Linked DNA regions of Mus musculus: region 1 is linked to region 2. The links are chromatin contacts, called in public HiChIP or PLAC-seq maps. All regions are on one chromosome and are shown on one strand. Each heading gives the region's core, a stretch centred on a gene start, on an enhancer-like site or on the middle of the called end of the contact. The rest is flanking DNA. Distances are from core to core; before and after follow the strand shown. Region 1 has its middle 17 kb from the start of Smn1. Region 2 holds the start of Gtf2h2 (general transcription factor II H, polypeptide 2).

Region 1 (2,700 bases), core at 172-2,671, 350 kb before region 2:
TTAACAGAGTGCAGGGCTAGAGCTGTAGACGGAGGAGATAGTGTGGACATGGAGCTTAAAGCCATTTGGCAGGATGAGGTGGTCCAGGCTGTGTATAACACAGAGACAAAGCCAGGAGAACTCAGATCCTCCAGGGGTTAGAGGAGAAACAGCAGAGGGTCGAGCTGGAGCTCTCTGCGGAAAGCAGGGGTCATTGATGCTCCAAGGGCTCCTGGCAGGAGCAGGTGCGTCCTGGAGGCCAGGGAGGAGCCCCATCTGTAGCTCAGCTGCTGCTGACAGGACAGATATGATAAAGTCTGCAGCGCAGTCATTGACTAAACCAATGTGGAGGTCAGAGGTCACTGGTGATGCTACGAGCCAGTGTGGAGGTCGCAGTGATGCTAAAGCAGCTATTTTGGTGAGATGGAGATGGCAAAAGCTTGGGCGAAGAGAATGTAAGCAGGAAAGACACTTATCAGTGATCGTAAGGAACTCTTCCAACAAAAAGTTGGTTTTTTTTTCCAGACTTGTTATATTTGGAGCTTAATAAAATCACATTTGATATCTATTTGTGTGAGTTTACAATTATTTTTGTCACCTGTTTCAGTTATGCTCTATGTGCACTACGATGAAAAATTGATTTCTTGGGTTGTTTTGTTTTTTTTAACTTAAAAATAAAGCGGATGTCCTAAGAAGGTGCAAACTGTTCTGCCCATTTGACAGATTCAGGGAGCTGGAATACGGAGGATGTGGTCAGGGGCCGATGCAGCTTTGGCGTTTTCCTTTTAAGTGTTGAGGAACAAACAAGACCACTGAATTCTTTTTAGAACTGTTTCTTTATTGAAAAAAAAAAAGACTTTAAAAGTTTTCTTTTATGGGTATGGGCATTTTGTCTGCATATGCGTGTGTACCATGTATTTGTCTGGTATTCAGTGAGTCCAGAAAAGGACATTGGGTCTTAGAACCGGAGTTAGAGCTGTTTGTAAGCTACCATGCTGGTAATGGAAACTGTGCCTGGGTCTTCTGCAAGAATCACTACGGCTTTTAACCACTGAGCCATCTTTCCAGCCCCTCTTTCCTTTTCATGGGCAGTGCTAGTCATCAAACCCAGGCCCTCACACATGCTGGACCGCCGAGCAGCCTGCCTCCCCAACTCTTCCTCTACTTTATTTTGAGACCGTGTCTCTCTAGATTGATCAGGCTGGCCTCAACTTGTGTTTCTCCTGCCTCAGCCTTCAGAGTAGCTAGGTTTAAACACATGTACTACTGCATACAGCCTACCTAGGTTTTTTTCCACCCGCGCTACTCAATGAGTTAAGTCAGTTGCCAAGTTATTGTCTCCTGTTTCTAAATTGAGTATTTATGATGTAACAGGCTTCCTGTTCTGAACTCCTCTCCCCAGTCATCCCTGCATGCACAGAGGATGCTGCCGAGACACTGAGGGAGGTCCTTGCAGCACCAGCTCTAGCCACAGGCACCTTGTGTCACACGCAGTGGCTGGCAGCACTAGCATTCTGAGGTCTCTTGCAGCCAAATACTGCCCAGCAGCTCCTAGCAGCTTCATGGCCCTAGTGAGCTTTGTTGTCATGGCTTTGTCCTGCAAGGCACAGCTCAGATTGCTCAGTATTGTTTGTGTTGTTATTCAATTTAATGTTTATCCTTTATATGCCCCTGCCTGTGACCCTGGAATACTGTCTTAGTTAGGGTTTTACTGCTGCAAACAGACACTATGATCAAGACAACTCTTAATATGAACAACATTTAATTGGGGCTGGCTTACAGGTTCAGGCGTTCAGTCCAGTATCATTATGGTGGAAAGCATGGCAGCATCCAGACAGGCATGGTGGGGGTGGGGAGGGAGCTTAAGAGTTCTACATCCTGTTCTGAAGGCAGTTAGGAGTAGACTGACTTCCAGGAATCTAGGAAGAATGCCTCAAAGCCTACCCCCACCACAACATACTCCTTCCAACAAGGCCATACTTCCTAATAGTGTCACTCCCTGGGCCAAGCATATTCAAACTCTAGTTAGTGCCAGGGAAATGTTAGTGATCTGCATCTCCCCCCCCCCAAGGTGTAACCTGGGGGTGCAGGTCTGTTGGGGGAATAACCTGGAGATGTTGGTCCTGTTAAGAGTGTAACCTGGAGATGCTGGTCTTGTTGAGGATTAGCCTAGAGACTAGAGCTAGGTTTGGGTTTTGTTGGGGAGTAATTTGGAAACTAGTGCTGGGTACCAGGCCTGTTAGTTTACCTGAGTTCAAACTTAGGCCAGGTTCTCTAAAATGGAGTCTGAACTTAAAAGATGTGGCCTCTCAAAACCACCACAAATACAATTTCTTATGTTGTAGTAACCTCCCAACCATGAAATTATTTTTGTTGCTACTTCATAAGTAATTTTGATATTGTTATGATTCATAAATATTTATGTTTTTTTGAAGGTCTTAAGTGACCCCTGTGAAAAGATCATCTGACCCTCAAAGGGGTCAAGACCTACAGGCTGAGAACCACTGCTCTATAGAAAAACATGTTTCGCCACATGCAACTTGTCTTCATGATTGTGTATAGCCTGAACTCAGAAGAACTTTTCTCAGGTAGTTTTTCTTAACTCTCAGAGTATAAACTGTCTGATGCTCTGAATAAAGCTGACTATTGCATGAGACTTTAGTCTGCCTCATTTATTGGCTCTATTCTCCCAAGTCCTACTGCCTCTAGAGAGGTGATAGT
Region 2 (2,700 bases), core at 50-2,549:
AGGAGCTGAAGGGGTGTGCAAGCCCCCTAGGAGGAACAACAATATGAACTAACCAGTACCCCCAGAGCTCCCAGGGACTAAACCACCAACCAAAGAGTACACATGGTGGGACTCATGGCTCTAGCTGCATAGGATGGCCTAGTTTGTCATCAATGGGAGGAGAGGCCCTTGGTCGTGTGAAGACTCTAAGCCCCAGTATAGGGGAATGTCAGGGCCAGGAAGCAGGAGTGGGTGGGTTGGTGAACAGGGGAAGGGGTAGGAAATAGGGGGTTTTCGGAGGGGAAACCAGGAAAGGGGATAACATTGGAACTGTAAATAAAAAAAAAATAATAATTTTAAAAAATAACAAAACTATGAGCCTGGCTGTGGTGGAGCACACCTTTAGTCCCAGCACTCGGAAGGCAGAAGCAGGCAGATCTCTAAAGTTCAAGGCCACCCTAGTCTACAAAGTGAGTTCCAGGACTGCCAACACTACACAGAGAAACCATCTCCAAATTAATTAATTAATTAATTAAAAATAAATAAAATTTCTGTTCAGGATGAGCAGAGTGGAATACACCTGTGATCCCAGCACACGTGTGTGCGTGTGCACACACAGTTCGCATAATATTACTTTTAAGCTTTTTAAATGTTGCTCCACCGCATCAACATTTGCTTTATATTTTACTCTTCTATTACTCTCTTAAATTCAGAGAAAATGAGAAGCAACGAGTAAACGCCGCACACTTTTTGGCTGGGTATACGGGGCCTCTTTATGATGGAGAATCCAACCGGGGAGAAGTTAGAAGTCCCCACGCCGCAGCCAGATCACCCGTTTCTTAGACTTTCCGTCATCACACCCAGCCGCCCCGGGAGATGCTCACGGTGAGCTCCTCGCGTGCACCCGCGAGCCGCAGCGCGCATGGCCACTGCGGAGGCTCTGCCTCGCCTTACCCTGCCTGGCCCGAGGTCAAGGGTGATTTACTGTCCCCCGTGTTCAGAGAGGGACAGCTCGGGGCTGCAAACTCGCTTCGGGCCACACAGACTCACGGCAAACGGCAGCCCTGCAGCGAGAACTTTCCTCAGGCGGAAGCTGCCGCGCTCCCTGCACACGCCCCCACCCCCTCCGCCCTCCAGGTCCCCCCCGAGGCCAACCCGGGCTTTGCACCTCGGTCCTCAGCTCCAGGCTTCTTCTCCTGTCCGCCTCACTCCAGCCCTCCACAGCCTCAGGACCCCGCAGGTCTCCTCGCGTAGACCCACCAGCCTCGACGAGACGACCCTCACCGGAAGTACCGGCAGTCTGAGTGCGCCGCCAAAATTCTTCCGCAGCGCGCTGGAGCCACGGGAAAAAAAAAATGTTCCGGCGGCAGAGGGCAGCTGCTGCCAGAAGAGGGAGCTAGGGAGCAAGTGGTGCCCAAGAGCGTAACTGCCTTCCAGTTCACCAATATTTCTGCTGTGGGGTGCATTTCTATAGACCAAACAGCTAAAACTACAAGTTCTGGATACGTTATACATGCGTTTAGGGAGGTTTTTTTTTGTCCGTGGGTTTTGTTTTGTTGGGTTTTGTTTAGTATCTGGATGTTTTTGCCTGCGTGCATGTCTGTGCACCATGTTCGTGCCTAGTTGGGGCAGGGGACGGAAGATGGCATCTGATCCCCTGGAACTGAAGTTACAGATGTTTGCTATCTGCCATGTGGATGATGGAAATCAAATCCGGACCCTCTGGAATAGCAACAAGTGCTCTTAACTGCATAGCCATAGCCCCACCTGCCGCCCCACCCCCACGAGCGCCAAGCATGCTCTTTAACCCAAAAATAAGAGGATTCCCCCAATAAAATAAAAATACATCTAAGCATATTTGTGAATAGAAGTAAGACACATTCGAACTTTTCCCACTCATAACTTTGGCTCTGTAAAATAGTCTTAGAAACTAAGACTGAGCTAGGAAGACGAAGGGCACCATTCTCTGACTTTTTTTTTTAAAAAACAATTTTCCTGCTAAGTCACTCACTCTCTTCTGTAGTTCTCTTGAACACAAGGAATGGCAAGACTGATCTGTAAACATCCTTATGACGTGGAACCGAGACTACTCCCAAGCAAAGAGCAAGCCTGGCAGGACAGATCACCTCCCACATGAGGGCAACTACGTATGGTGGGGAGGCTGAAAGCTGGCGCTGGGGTAACTACCTCGCCATAAACAGTCTGCCTCGGAGTAATGACATCACTAGCAAGGTCTCCAGAAACCCTTGCGAAACAAGGCCTTTGTTGGCATAAGTGATCAGACCCATGCCTTGACCAGATCACCTGACCAGACCACAGGCTCTGTCATCTATGCACACCACAAGCCCCTCCCATTTCCCTTTTCTATAAAATGTCAAAGTTCATCTCAGCCCCTCGAAGACAGACTTGGTATATGCAAACCCCTTTATCTGTTTTTCTCATCATGGCCACCTTAATAAAACCCTTTTCTCTGTCATTCATCATTACGTGTCTCTTTGGCAAACTGAGACGCGTGGCCAGACAAGTCTGCTAGGACTGCTGGAACAGGGGGTTTTTATTAAAACTTTGTTAACAGGGTACCAAAGCAAAACAAAATGTGCACAGAAATCATGGTAGTCTCAGTATAACTATGACTAATATTCCAATCACATATAAAGTAACAATAAAATTATCTTACCTAGTGAAATACCTTTTCAAGCTGTGAAACTAAGAACAACCGTA

Evidence for each region. HiChIP or PLAC-seq counts read pairs in DNA pulled down with a chosen protein or histone mark.
Region 1: an H3K4me3 HiChIP or PLAC-seq map of bone marrow-derived macrophages shows a contact between it and region 2, with 5 times the contacts expected there. The contact joins the enhancer-like site here to the promoter of Gtf2h2 in region 2. A contact is called at or near these places in 3 of 39 promoter capture datasets (the C10 cell line, cranial neural crest and maxillary cranial neural crest), 4 of 484 Hi-C or Micro-C datasets (the AML12 cell line, embryonic stem cells and myocytes), 2 of 115 datasets of contacts at active chromatin or transcription factors (acute myeloid leukemia and bone marrow-derived macrophages) and 3 of 9 other capture datasets (adipose tissue, liver and pancreatic islet).

Annotation. Positions count from the first base shown.
Region 1 is chr13:100,140,695-100,143,394 of GRCm38.p6, forward strand. No RefSeq gene overlaps it. Among named protein-coding and RNA genes, the nearest start is that of Smn1, 17 kb to the left of the region's middle. Within about 2 kb of position 1,422, at least 10 of the 459 cell types and tissues checked have an H3K27ac peak or open chromatin away from gene starts, as enhancers often do. A contact at or near this core is called in bone marrow-derived macrophages, where this site is marked.
Region 2 is chr13:100,491,310-100,494,009 of GRCm38.p6, forward strand. Gtf2h2 (general transcription factor II H, polypeptide 2) reads right to left here and starts at 1,300. Exons shown (of 16, transcript NM_022011.4): 1 at 1,148-1,300.